Linked DNA regions of Gossypium arboreum: region 1 is linked to region 2. Evidence: chromatin contacts called from public Hi-C data. All regions are on one chromosome and are shown on one strand. The core of a region is the stretch at or near the end of the contact, and the rest is flanking DNA. Distances in the headings are between cores, read along the strand shown.

Region 1 (5,945 bases), core at 74-2,573, 790 kb after region 2:
GTGAAATTATAATTTATAATACCAACATGAGATAAAGGAGTTACAATGTAATTAGATTCTCATGAGTCAAACATGTTTAAAGATTTAAAATAATTTAGGCATAATAACTTATTTGGTTCTACAACTTTACACAAAAATCATTTTAGCTTTCTATTTAATTTTCACTGTTCTAGTCCTTGAATTTGCATTACTTGTCAAATCACCAAAAAATAAATGATAACTTTCCGATGTGGTATCCACATTGGCGTTCAAGAGTCGATGTAACAATTAATTAATTTTTTAAAAAATTATACTTTTTATACTTGTTTAAATAATTTTAATTTTTTAAAATAATTATATTTTTAAATTTTAAAATTTTAAAAATTAATTGATTGTTGACATGGATGAAATCCACGTGGATTGTCGAGTTAACATTTTCATCAATTTTGAGATAATTTGATAAATAATAAACATTTAAAAATTAAAGAAAATATAAAATTATTTTTTTATAAAATTAAAAAACTGAATAAATCATTATTCCAAAAATTTATAATTACAAAAACCTACTATTTTAATAATTATATTTTCATTGATATCCAAACTCATCCTATTATTTGGATGATAACAAAACTCTCTTAGTCAACAAATATTTTTACGGCTGATATAATTCTGCATACACGCTAGAACTTAGAAGTGTGCATGGGCCGGGTCAGGCCCAACTAAAAATTTAGGTCCGTTTGTTAGGCTCGAGCTCGGTCTGGCTCAAAAAATGGGCCCAAAATTTTGCTCAAACCCGACCCAAATAAAAATATTAAAACTCGAGCCCGACCCGGCCCGTCCATATTAATTTTTATATTATTTTTTTATATAATTTTAAAATATATATAAACCATCAAAAATACTAAAAACATCAAATAGATATTTCTCAACAAATTGAAAATAAATTTTAAAAAACATATATACTTAAATAACACTAAAATAAATGCAACTTAACAAGCAAATGTTTCTAAAATAATAACAAAATTAAAAATGTCTTTAAAATAAAGAAAATTAATAATAAAATAAGTTTTATACAATATTCAAATAATAACAACAAAATAAGAATAACATAATAGTAAAATAATAGTAAAATAAGGAGAAAATAATAAGAAAATAATATTAAAAAAAAAAAAGATTTTTTGTCATGTAGTGAATCTGGGCCGGGCCCGGCTAAAAATGCCTTACCCTAAATGGGACTTATTTTTTTTGCCTAAACCCATTTTTAAGCTTATATTTTTATCCAAACCCTCCTATATTTCAGGCGAGCCGACTCATGCCCAACTCAAATCCAGAAAATGAAAAAAGGGACCTTCCATAGTAGAACTTAGATTAAAAAACTATATACATATATTATCCGAGGCTCTGGTGGTGCTTAGAGAAAGTGAGGGATAAGGTTGTCTATTTCAGCAATTGCTGGAATCCTCTGGCAGTTCCTATTATTTACAAACAAGTCTTAATCCCCCACTATGGAATTGGTTTTTGGAGCGCTTGAATTTTACTAGGTTAAATTCATTTTTTGGGTCCTTGATTTCTTCCCAATATATTTCAGCAGTGTTGGATTCTTAATATTTTTATGTAAAAACAAATATGGTCTATAAGTATAGATTACGCGTGTAGAATCGGGGCAATCCTTTTCATCTATGCTCTGCCCCTTCATTGCATCACCACGAACCTGACCTAATCTCGTGTTTGGTTTTTATTGCAAGCGCGCGCGTGTTCTACGCTCCTTCCTCACGTGTCACCTTCTTCTTCTCCTCATCATATATCAACGGCTACTTGCCTCACAAATTCCCCATTCTGTAACGCCTATTTATTCTCTCCTGGATTTTTTCCCTCCTCATTTTTCTCGGGAAAAGTTACAGAGCAACAGAAACGGCTAAAGCTATACAAATGTTGTTCATGGTTTACTTCTTGTTTTTCTCTTTGGGTCAATGCAGTGTTGATTTTAACGCTTTATTGTCCTTCAAAGACTCTGTTTTCGACCCTTCGAACTCGCTTTCCTCATGGGTTAACTCATCTAATCCTTGCATTGATTCTTGGTATGGCGTCACATGTAACCCTTCCACTCACCGAGTTACACGACTCGTTCTTGAGAACCTAAACCTTTCTGGTTCAACTCACTCACTGCATCACCTTTCTTACCTAAGACTCCTCAGCCTTAAGAATAACCGCTTTTTCTCTTCCTCTGCCGTTAACTTGTCTTCGTGGCTTTACTTAAGGCATCTTTACCTCCGTCAAAACCTCTTCTCCGGAACATTCCCTGTCGGAATATCCACTCTCCGGCGGCTCCACCGTCTTGACCTTTCGCACAACAATTTCCATGGCGAAATCCCGATGACCGAGTTGACTCAGTTGCCTTTCTTGTTGACTCTTCGGCTCGAGTCCAATTCCTTCACTGGCCCCCTCAACTCGATTGCCTCGTTTTCTTCCATGTCCGATTTTAACGTTTCGGAAAACAAACTCTCCGGCGAGATTCCGGCTTGGATGTCTCGTTTCCCGGTCTCTTCCTTCGAAGGGAACAAGGACCTCTGCGGCCAACCTCTGCAGTCCGATTGTTTCAATCGGACGGCCCTTCCCGCGACCATAAAACAAAAGATTCGTCATCCCCAAAGCAAGAGGCTAAGCAATGGGGTGGTGCTGATGATCGTCGCTGTCGACGTGGTGGCGGTTATGGCTGCACTGGTGACCATCACGTGGTGCTGCTACAAGTACAAGTGTTTCTCCGATGGAACCCAAACGGAAGCAATGGAAACAAAAAGTGGGTCCACCACCAAATTGCAAAGGCGGAGCGGCTCCAGAGAGGTGGAGATAGAGGCGGAGGAACTGGTGATGTTAGAAGGTTGCAAGGGCTTTAGAAAAGTGGGTGATTTGTTGAAGTCTTCGGCTGAGTTGTTGGGCAAAGGGAATGTGGGGACCACTTACAAGGTGGTGACGGACGGCGGCGAGATGGTGGTTGTGAAAAGGGTACGGCAGAGGAGACGGAGGAGGGATGTTGATGGGTGGCTGAGAATAATGGGTGAGCTGAGGCATGCTAATATTGTGAGCCTCATAGCATATTATAATTCCAAGGACGAGCTGCTATTGGTTTACGAGTTTTTATCAAATGGAAGCTTACATTCTCTCTTGCATGGTTAGTATTGCATTTATTGCATTTTTATGTTTTTGTCTAATATATCAAAACAAACCTACATTTCATACTGTATTAAATTATACACCTTAGGTTAGGTGAATTAAATGATGATATATTATTAAAAATTTAAATTTATTTTTATTTTTAATGAATAATGTGAAATTTATTAATTTTGTTTTTATTAAAAATTTAGCTGCTATTATAAGTTAATTAGAATCGAATTAATTGATCAAATAAAAATTAGTTGTGTAATCGGTTTTTTAATTTTTAATTATTGTTAAATTAAATAATTTAATTAATTGAATCGAGAATTAATGATTTAGTTTATTTGATTATCAATTCAGTTCTTAAAATAAAACTATAATATTAATCGTCATGTTTTAATTTGATATACTATAAATTATTAGTAATAAAATATTGGTCTAATGACCTATTTCGTCCTCTAACTTTATAAAAATTTATTTTAACTCTCAAATTAATTTTTTGTCTTATTTAGTTGTTGAACTTGCACTTTTTGTCATATCACTTAAAATGGATGAAAAAAATTAATGTTGTATTTGTTTATGTGACATACACGTGGATATGTTATCCGTGCAGTAATTTACATTTATGTCTTTTCTGTTTATTTTGGGGGTGATTTAACTAAAAAACACAAGTTTAAAGGTTAAAAGAGGTAAAAAATTAAATAGAGAGTTTTTTTTGTAAAGTTGAAGGGCTAAATAAGTCATTATACCTAAAAGATTTAATATGTGATTAAAACTATTTTAATTTATCAAAATAAAAGAAATAATAAAATTAAATTTTGAGAATGGTTTTTAACTTGCGTGTTCAAAATTTTCTAAAAGGAAATTTCATGAAATAAAAATAATAAATAAATAGTCATTAGAACAAAATGTATATGTATAAGGGATTGTTTTAGTATGTTAATCTACTCCTTTTGTCTGAATTTGTGATTGGCAGGAAACAGAGGACCGGGAAGGACGCCATTGAGTTGGAGTAGGAGGTTAAAGATAGCTTCGGAGGCAGCACAAGGACTAGTATTTATCCATAGTTACAAAAAGGACAAGATCTTCCATGGATACCTTTCAACATCAAACATCCTAGTCGACCAACAAGGCAATGCCCGCATTTCCGAGCCCGGTCTTCACCAAGTTCTACATTCCCCATCTTCCTCCAACGACGACTACAAAGCCCCGGAGCTGATGCTCAACAACGGTGACGACACCAGCCTTAAAAAATATACTCAAAAATGCGACGTGTATAGTTTTGGAGTGATATTGTTGGAGATATTGTCGGGGAAAACAGCGAGCGGGGAGAGCGGGATGAGCTTGGTGAGGTGGGTGCAAAGCGTGGGGAAAGAAGAGTGGGGGTGGGAAGTGTTTGATTTTGAGATGTTGGGGGATAAGGTGATGGAAAGAGAGATGGTGGGTTTAATGCAAGTGGCGTTGCTATGTGTGGCTACGTTGCCTAAAGATAGGCCTAAGATGAGCGTGGTGCATGGGATGATTGAAGATATTAGAGGTCAAGGTAGGAGAAATGGTGGGAATCGGATGGTTTCTATTTTGAATGACTTTTCATCTGATTCTTCACCTTCTCATTCGGAAAGAAATCTTGGGCTCCATTAGGTAATGTAAGTATTGATAAGGGATTCTTTTTTAGGGTGAAAGATTCTGATGAAATTTGATTTTCTCTATGTAAATTTACAAGCATTTTATTGAATATAATGTTAGTGCATTTTTAACTTATTCAATGTTTATTGAATCAAGTAATAAGGAATTTGATATTTCTAATCAATATTTTTAATTTAAATTTTATATATGAAAAATTATTGTAAGGATTTGGTTCTCCGTTTAAGAATTTGTCTAGATTTTAAATTTAAGTCAAATACACTGTGCCCACAATGTGAGATACTCAATTTAAAAAAAAAAAGAAAAAAACAATAGTAAGGTGGTAGGAGGCAATGAATGGTGTCCCTTCTTCCCCTTCCACCCTCCCTTTTGGTATCCCCACAGATACTGACATATTAATTTTTTAAAAATAATTAAAATCAAACTAATTTCATATATTATATGAAAATCTATTTATTATAACTGTTTGAAGGAACAAATTCCCCAAGCGTCAACATAAAGAAAAATTATTAGGATTTGATTTTATGAATTTTGCCTTAAATACTAGTGTTGCAGACTGGAGAATAACTTGAGAAGCAGCGAAAATGGATGAAAATAAATAAAAAGAATAAAAAGGGGGTACAGTTTCACATGGTGTTGTCGCCTTCTGGCATGCCTTATGGGCTGGCTTTTGGGTCCAGTCGCAATATGATGTGGACCAAAACTACTGGTCCACTGCTTCAATTCTTCACCAATATGAATCTTTTACGTGGTTAGCCGATTGGTCATGTAGGCATGCTAGTCTAGTTTGATTATATTGAGTAGGGTGTTGATATTAAGCAAACTTCTTTTCGTGCCATGTGGCATGCCTAAATTACTTGGTTTACTATTTACTTTTTTCATTTTTATTTTATGGTTAATGTTTCGGTTTCACAGTTGTAATATGTCTGATATTTAAATTTATATTTTATTTTTAAGAATATAATCTATCTTACCGCTTTACTCAATATTTAATAAATAATAGTTGTAGTCAAATGAAGAATTGGGAAAGATAAATTTTAAAGGTAATTTTTTTTTTCTTAAGGGTTATCATTCTCTCCGTTGCAAGTGAAGTTTTGTCACTCCATAAGACATATGGTAATATTTCATCTGCAGTTGTAAATTTTCATTAATCCATTTAATACTGCATC
Region 2 (6,474 bases), core at 933-3,432:
AAAATAACTTTTTTAAAATTAGTTTACGTCGGGCCAGCCTTGGGCCTAAACTTAGACAAAAAATAAAGCTCATTTTTTGAATTGAGTCTAAATCTAACAATTGAGCTTAAAATTCTATCATGACCCGATTCATAGACATATCTAATCTGAATTCATGAATTTTAATTTCACTCTATTTCTTTTTTATCTATTAATACCCGATTCATGTTTAATCACTATTCTCACCAAATTCTCCTTGCTAAATTAAATATATTCGTAACCAACCAAGTCACTACAAGTGCAAATTTTAGTGTGCCGCCAACGTGGGGAGCTCTAAGAAAAACAAGTCGAGGGGATACGATGGGTTAACCGCTTGACTAAGTTTTGGTTGTGTAATTGATCAGGATTGGGAGACCCTTAAGGAGAGACGAATAGGAAATGATATTTCCGGAATATATGTGAAAGCTTCTCATTTCAACTGCCAACTCAACCTTAGTGTACTGTATAGTACGCCAATTACAACTGCTGAAGGAAGGTATGCGCTTGTTTGAAAATTACACAGAATCTAGAAAGTTTACATTAGGCAGTGCGTATGAGTTTTGGATTATAACAACGTTGGACGAGTGCAGAACCAGGAATGGTATTATCATGTATGACTTGACAATAACCTCAACGACAAGAACTGGTACACAAAACCCACAATACCCTTCCATCTCATCTTTGCCAAAACTTTTAACAGTCCTTGTAGGCTAGACAAATTTCTCGAACGTGCAACTACTGAGTAGCCTATCCTGTTAAGTTCTTGAGATGGAGGAAACCCAACCTTGGTGTAAAATAAACTCGGCAACGAGGAATCCTGGCAGGGGAGGAGCTGAAGTTGTTATTAGGGATCACAATGGAAATTGGGTAAAAGAATCATATCGACACATACCACAGGCAACAAGCGTGGAAGCAGAACTCTGGACTTGGTATTATTAATATATACAAGTATAAGTAGATGCAACTGCTCTAATAAGTCTCGTATCAAACACCATTACTTTAATGTGCCAGAATGTGGTGATCTAATTATTGTTTATGGGGAAGCACCCTTACAACTAGCTTCCTTCTTGACAAAACACCCGCAATCTGTAGCTCAAATAGAACAAATAGTTTTGTTTTGAAATTTTTCGTGTGATTAGTAACCAAAATAAACAAAAAAGTCAGCTCATGGAAGAGAATGAATCAAAATTTGCATTTCATGTAAAAACTTCATGCCTTGCGTTATACAACAATCATATTTAGCCTAAAACCCTCAAATTTCTGAAATTTGAAAATTAAAGTAACAAAGACTAAATTAACACCAAAACCCCATTTATCAAAAACAACAATCACAATCAAATGGGCAAAGTGGCGTACTTCCTGCACCAGATTTACTAATACCCAATTCTTCTTCAGTGTAAATTGCAAAACCATCTGCCGTTCTTTTCCGAGGCCGAGAAGAAGGTTCATTGAATCCTCCTTCCCTGTTGGTTTCTTTACTCTTTTTACTCTTCTTTTTCGACAATTTGGGTTTTGAAATTTCCTCGCCGTTCGGTTTCTCGGACCCTTTAGGGTCGGGTTTCTTCCTCTTTTTACCTGCAAATATCTCGTCGATTTCGTTACCAGCCATTTTAGAAGCTGAATTCTTCTGTTCTGGAATAGATTCTTCTTTTTTATTTTCTGCTTTTCTAGAAGGCGTCGTTGAAGAACCCTTCTTCGCCATTAGGTTGAATCTGCAACTTCAAAACAAAAAATTATAGCATACGAAGAACTAAAATCAACAAAAACAAAACTTGAAGAAATATTAAATACATTTATTAAAAGAAAAAATAATACGAATGTTGTGTCAGAGAACACATTATCAGCACTGGAAATCAGACAGGGATAACTGTGATAATATTAAATTTTCTCATCATTTCCAACATCGTTTCAAAAAAAATTTGTTTCAAGGAATCTTCAACGAATAAACGGATTAAATCCCGAAAAAAGAAAAACCCAGAGAAGGAAATATCTTCCTATGGATATAAAAAGTAATTATCACTGGTGCCTCCTACCTCGCAGTGAGATCCTAAAGAGATTACGATATGGTTTTCCCCTAAACGGAAACGAAGCAGCAGAAACAAAACGAAGCGGAGGAGTGTGAGACAGAGTTTATTTGAAACCCTAAATTGGGTAAAAGATGATTATATATAGGCCCTTTGTTTCGGGTTAAGGGTTTAAGGCTGAGCTTTCTCAAATGTTTGGGCTTTTTTCTTAGAAAATGGACCTTTTTTCTTTCGGCCTTCTTGTGAATGTAATATAGATTGTATGATTAAATTAATATTTGGGTACTCTAATTTTTTTTAATATTTAAGTCTAAGTTTGCTATCAGTTTCTATATTATTTGCATATTTAGCATTTTATATTTTATTATTTTTAAAATAATAATAATCTTTTTACTCTTAATTGAAGTCCAATAATTTCGACAAAAAATTTAATTAAGTTGGATTAAGTAATATCCTTTTAGAAAATTGTTCGTGATTAACTTTATTACTTTACTTTTAAATAGTAATATTAAATCTAATCATTAGATGTGCTCATGAGTTAAATTGAGTTAAGTTCGACTCAAAAATGAATTTACTTTTTTGCTCAAGCTCTTAATTTAAGAAAAATAAACTCGGACTTGACTCGACTTCCCATGTTTGATTTTTTAGATTAATTTTTGTTTAAAAATAAAATTTAAAAAATATATATAATATACTAAAAAATGCTAAAATAAAACTTTTCTAACACATGAAAAGGTATTCATATTTAAAAACACTATTATAATTTATTAAATTGAAAACACAAATAAATCTAATAAATATTTTATTGTATTAAATATAATTTTAAAATTTTATATTTTGAGTTAGGTTATACTTATTTTGAACAAACCCTCTATCTAAAATAAAATAAAATAAAAAACTTTGAGGGTTATCAATTAAATTCCAAAAATATACTACATTCTAGGGTTAAAAGTAAAAATATTAAAATTGAAATGCGTGACTAATCGATCCACTTATAAATTTAAAATATCGTCAATTAAAAAGTTATTTTTTCCAAGAAAATAGAATCATAATGAATTAATTATAATATGTATTAATATTGTAGAGAAACCACATTTAAAGTGATAAAATTATTGCTGGTTGTCATCATAAACCAACGTTTAAGTCCTACGTTACTCATCCCCTTTCATCACTACATCTCAAATTTTCATAAATCTATGGAAGAAATCAGTGTTGGATTTCACCATGTTATGATATAATAATGTTCCCAGGTCTCTCATTACTAATTAAACCTCACTCATACGCCGGGTATGGGAAACTGGGTGGTAAGTGCTTCGACTCTACTACGAAGATTGGACACCTTATCCGTCAACGAAAAATCAGGATACGAGACAAACTTCAAGAACTCTTGGACCTTTGATCCAGAAGCTAATCCCTTAGCCTCAATAGTGATTTGCACGCCCTCATGGATGAAATCAGCAATAGCCGTGAATTCCTTTTCTGTAAATCCTCTGGTAGTCATTGCAGGCGATCCAATGCGAATGCCACCCGGCACAAGTGCACTCTTATCCCCTGCAAATTTTAAGATGTATCAAGGATTGGTATAAAAAGGGAAAAAGTTAATTATAAATGAATGGTAAAAAAGGGGAATAAGGAAGAACTTACCAGGCACCGAATTTTTGTTCAAGGTGATAGAGGCCATGTCAAGTATTTTCTCCACCCGAGCCCCATCAATACCCTGTTGCAGGAGAAGTTCATTGATATAAAGGAGGCAAAAGGAGTTTAGGGTGTCTACAAGAGAATAAAAAAAACAAGAGATCCTACGCCTCTAGACTTGTCAATTGGGCAGATCAGGTTGGTTTTGATCAGGTTTATTTGGGTTTTTGAATTTTTAGGTTTGTCAGTTTAAGGTTCAAGTTATTTAGGTTGGGGCTATTTAGTGCATTTTGCGCCAAGTTATTTTGGGTTCAGGTCAAATTCGAGTTCAGATCAATTTGTATTTGGGTTGGGTGGATTCAGATTGTTGACTTTTTATAGCCAAATTGTGTAAGGTTGGTCGAGTTGAGTCAGGTTTTCAGTTTTGAGTCAATTTCTAAATGCCACTCAAGTTTGCATGTCTCACAGAGATGGTAACTTACCAATGGCCTTAGATCCACAAGCACAAGGTGATTATCACTACCACCAGAAACTAGTGTATAGCCAAGTTCAACCAATCGGCTTGCAAGAGCTCTACAATTAGACACTACCTGCAGCATGAAGTACCCATATTTTGACTTAATCACCACATAACTGTGCATTTTTTTTTTTTTATTACTCATCTTTGAAGGAAAGTACCTGATTCTGGTAAGCCTTGAACTCGGGTGATTGTGCATGTTGCAAGCAAACTGCTAGTCCTCCAATTGTGTGGTTATGAGGTCCACCCTGCATATACAAACATTATGCTTCTCATGATATAACTAGTTCCATAACTTGAAAGCCGGCAGAAGGATGGAATGGGGAATTCAGATTAGTAATAGGAGCAAAGGAGACCAATCAAACTAACCTGTAAACCTGGAAAAACAGCATTATTGATAGCAGATTCCAAATCAACTCCAAGAACAGGGTCCTTCTTGAAGAAGATCATGCCACCTCTTGGACCTCTCAAAGACTGGAAATGAGTAAAGAAAATCAAGTAGGTTATTCAAACGAACATATTAACACAAACAAAGTAATAGTACTATTTGGAACACACAAGTATCAGTGAGATTATTGGCAAAGCAGCTTATTTAAATTCTAATGCACATGATAAGTAAATCATGATCAAAACAACGTGAAGACATTCTTCGCTACACAAGGGCAAGTGAAATAGGGAAAGAATCAAGCGAGATTTACCATGCTACAAGGTAGTAGATTTTCTCAAGTTACCTTAAATATTAATGTTTCAACAAGCAAAACTAGCACTATGTGAAGTGAATTTAACATGCATATGGTTCAAGACAGCATTTGAAAATATTCATCCCAAACCTTGTGTGTGGTTGTTGTCACGATATCACAATATTCAAAGGGGTCAGCAACTACAGAAGCGGCAACAAGGCCACTTATATGAGCCATATCCATCATGAGAAATGCACCAACAGCATCTGCGATCTTCCAACAGATATCAATTCCAATTAAGTTAAATGCTTAAAAAAAGTCACTAAATGATAGTAAAGTACGGCAGACTATATAGCACAACCAACAAGCACATCAATGCTTACCTTCCTCATGCGAGGATAATCAAAATCTCGAGGATATGCACTGGCACCACAGATTATGAGTTTTGGTCGAAAGAGGGTAGCTGTTTTCTCAAGCATGTCATAATCAACTAGGCCTGTTCCAAATTTAAGACAAATCAAATCAACCACCAAGCAAGCATACCAACCACTAAACGAATTAAGTCTTAACAATAACGATGAGTTACCTGTGGATTCATCAAGCCGATAAGGCATTGACTCGAAATAGATTGATGTACCAGATACACGTCTTTTAGGAGTCATAAATCCATGTGACAAATGTCCGCCATGTGGTAAGTCCAAACCCTATACCAGTTACATTAAGAATCATTTATATGTGCACTATCGAACAGAGAGAACTAAGTTACAGCAGCAGAGTTCGGCAGAAGTATCTTACCATTATTCGATCATGCGGATTAAGAATTGCTGTATAAACCTCAAAATTAGCAGGAGAACCAGACAATGGTTGAACATTAACGCCCCACTTATTTTCATCCAAATGAAATGCTGCCAAAGCCCTCTTTTGGCAAAGTATTTCAAGTTCATCAATGTACTCATTGCCCCCATAGTACCTGCAATAAAAATTAAGATCATTAGCTGCAAATAATAAATCCAAAAACACAAAGATCACATCTCTATGCATTTAGCTTAACTCGATATACCTTTTACCAGGTAGTCCTTCGGAATACTTGTTTGTGAGACATGACCCAACTGCCTCCATTACTGCTCGGGATGTAAAGTTCTCTGAGGCAATAAGCTCAAGGCTTTTGAATTGCCTCTCTTTCTCCTTGTTAATAATAGCACGAACCTCGGGATCGGCTTCACTGAGGCCATGGTCCACAAATCGGGTTTCGACCACAGGGAATGAGTCCGAAGAGGGAGGCTTTCCAGTAACCAAGCTGCTTTCAAGTTGAGCTCTACAGGGTTTGACAGAGTTGAGCTTAAGACCATACCCTTTTAAAGGAAAAATTGGTCTATTCCCTTTGACCCATATGGGCTGTTGCAAAGAACCCATCATTGCAGCTCCATTACAAGCCTGCATTTTGACTTCCCACTAGTATTTCTCACAAATAACCTGCAAATTTACAACAGAATAACAAATAGATTAAAATAAGAAATTCAATTCATCATCAATTAATTTATATGTTAAAGCAGAAAATGAACAGCTATTAAGACTTAAATAATCCCATGAGATACAGGCA

What was found. Hi-C and Micro-C count contacts between places; a contact is called where the count stands out from the background.
Region 1: a contact with region 2 is called in a Hi-C map of leaf, with 2.0 times the contacts expected there. The contact joins the promoter of LOC108484242 here to the promoter of LOC108485413 in region 2. A contact is called at or near these places in 2 of 5 Hi-C or Micro-C datasets (both in leaf).

The regions. Positions count from the first base shown.
Region 1 is chr6:110,733,677-110,739,621 of ASM2569848v2, forward strand. LOC108484242 (probable leucine-rich repeat receptor-like protein kinase At1g68400) reads left to right here and starts at 1,324. Exons shown (of 2, transcript XM_017787960.2): 1 at 1,324-3,148; 2 at 4,109-4,973. The coding sequence starts at 1,909. The coding sequence ends at 4,773.
Region 2 is chr6:109,946,350-109,952,823 of ASM2569848v2, forward strand. LOC108485413 reads right to left here and starts at 2,183. Exons shown (of 2, transcript XM_017789248.2): 1 at 2,052-2,183; 2 at 1,187-1,730. The coding sequence starts at 1,720. The coding sequence ends at 1,334. LOC108486534 (serine hydroxymethyltransferase 3, chloroplastic-like) reads right to left here. Exons shown (of 11, transcript XM_017790637.2): 2 at 5,935-6,347; 3 at 5,670-5,844; 4 at 5,461-5,578; 5 at 5,258-5,370; 6 at 5,025-5,147; 7 at 4,564-4,668; 8 at 4,356-4,442; 9 at 4,160-4,267; 10 at 3,687-3,759; 11 at 3,066-3,593. The coding sequence starts at 6,314. The coding sequence ends at 3,319. LOC128294589 (small nucleolar RNA R38) reads right to left here and starts at 1,921; the gene lies at 1,837-1,921.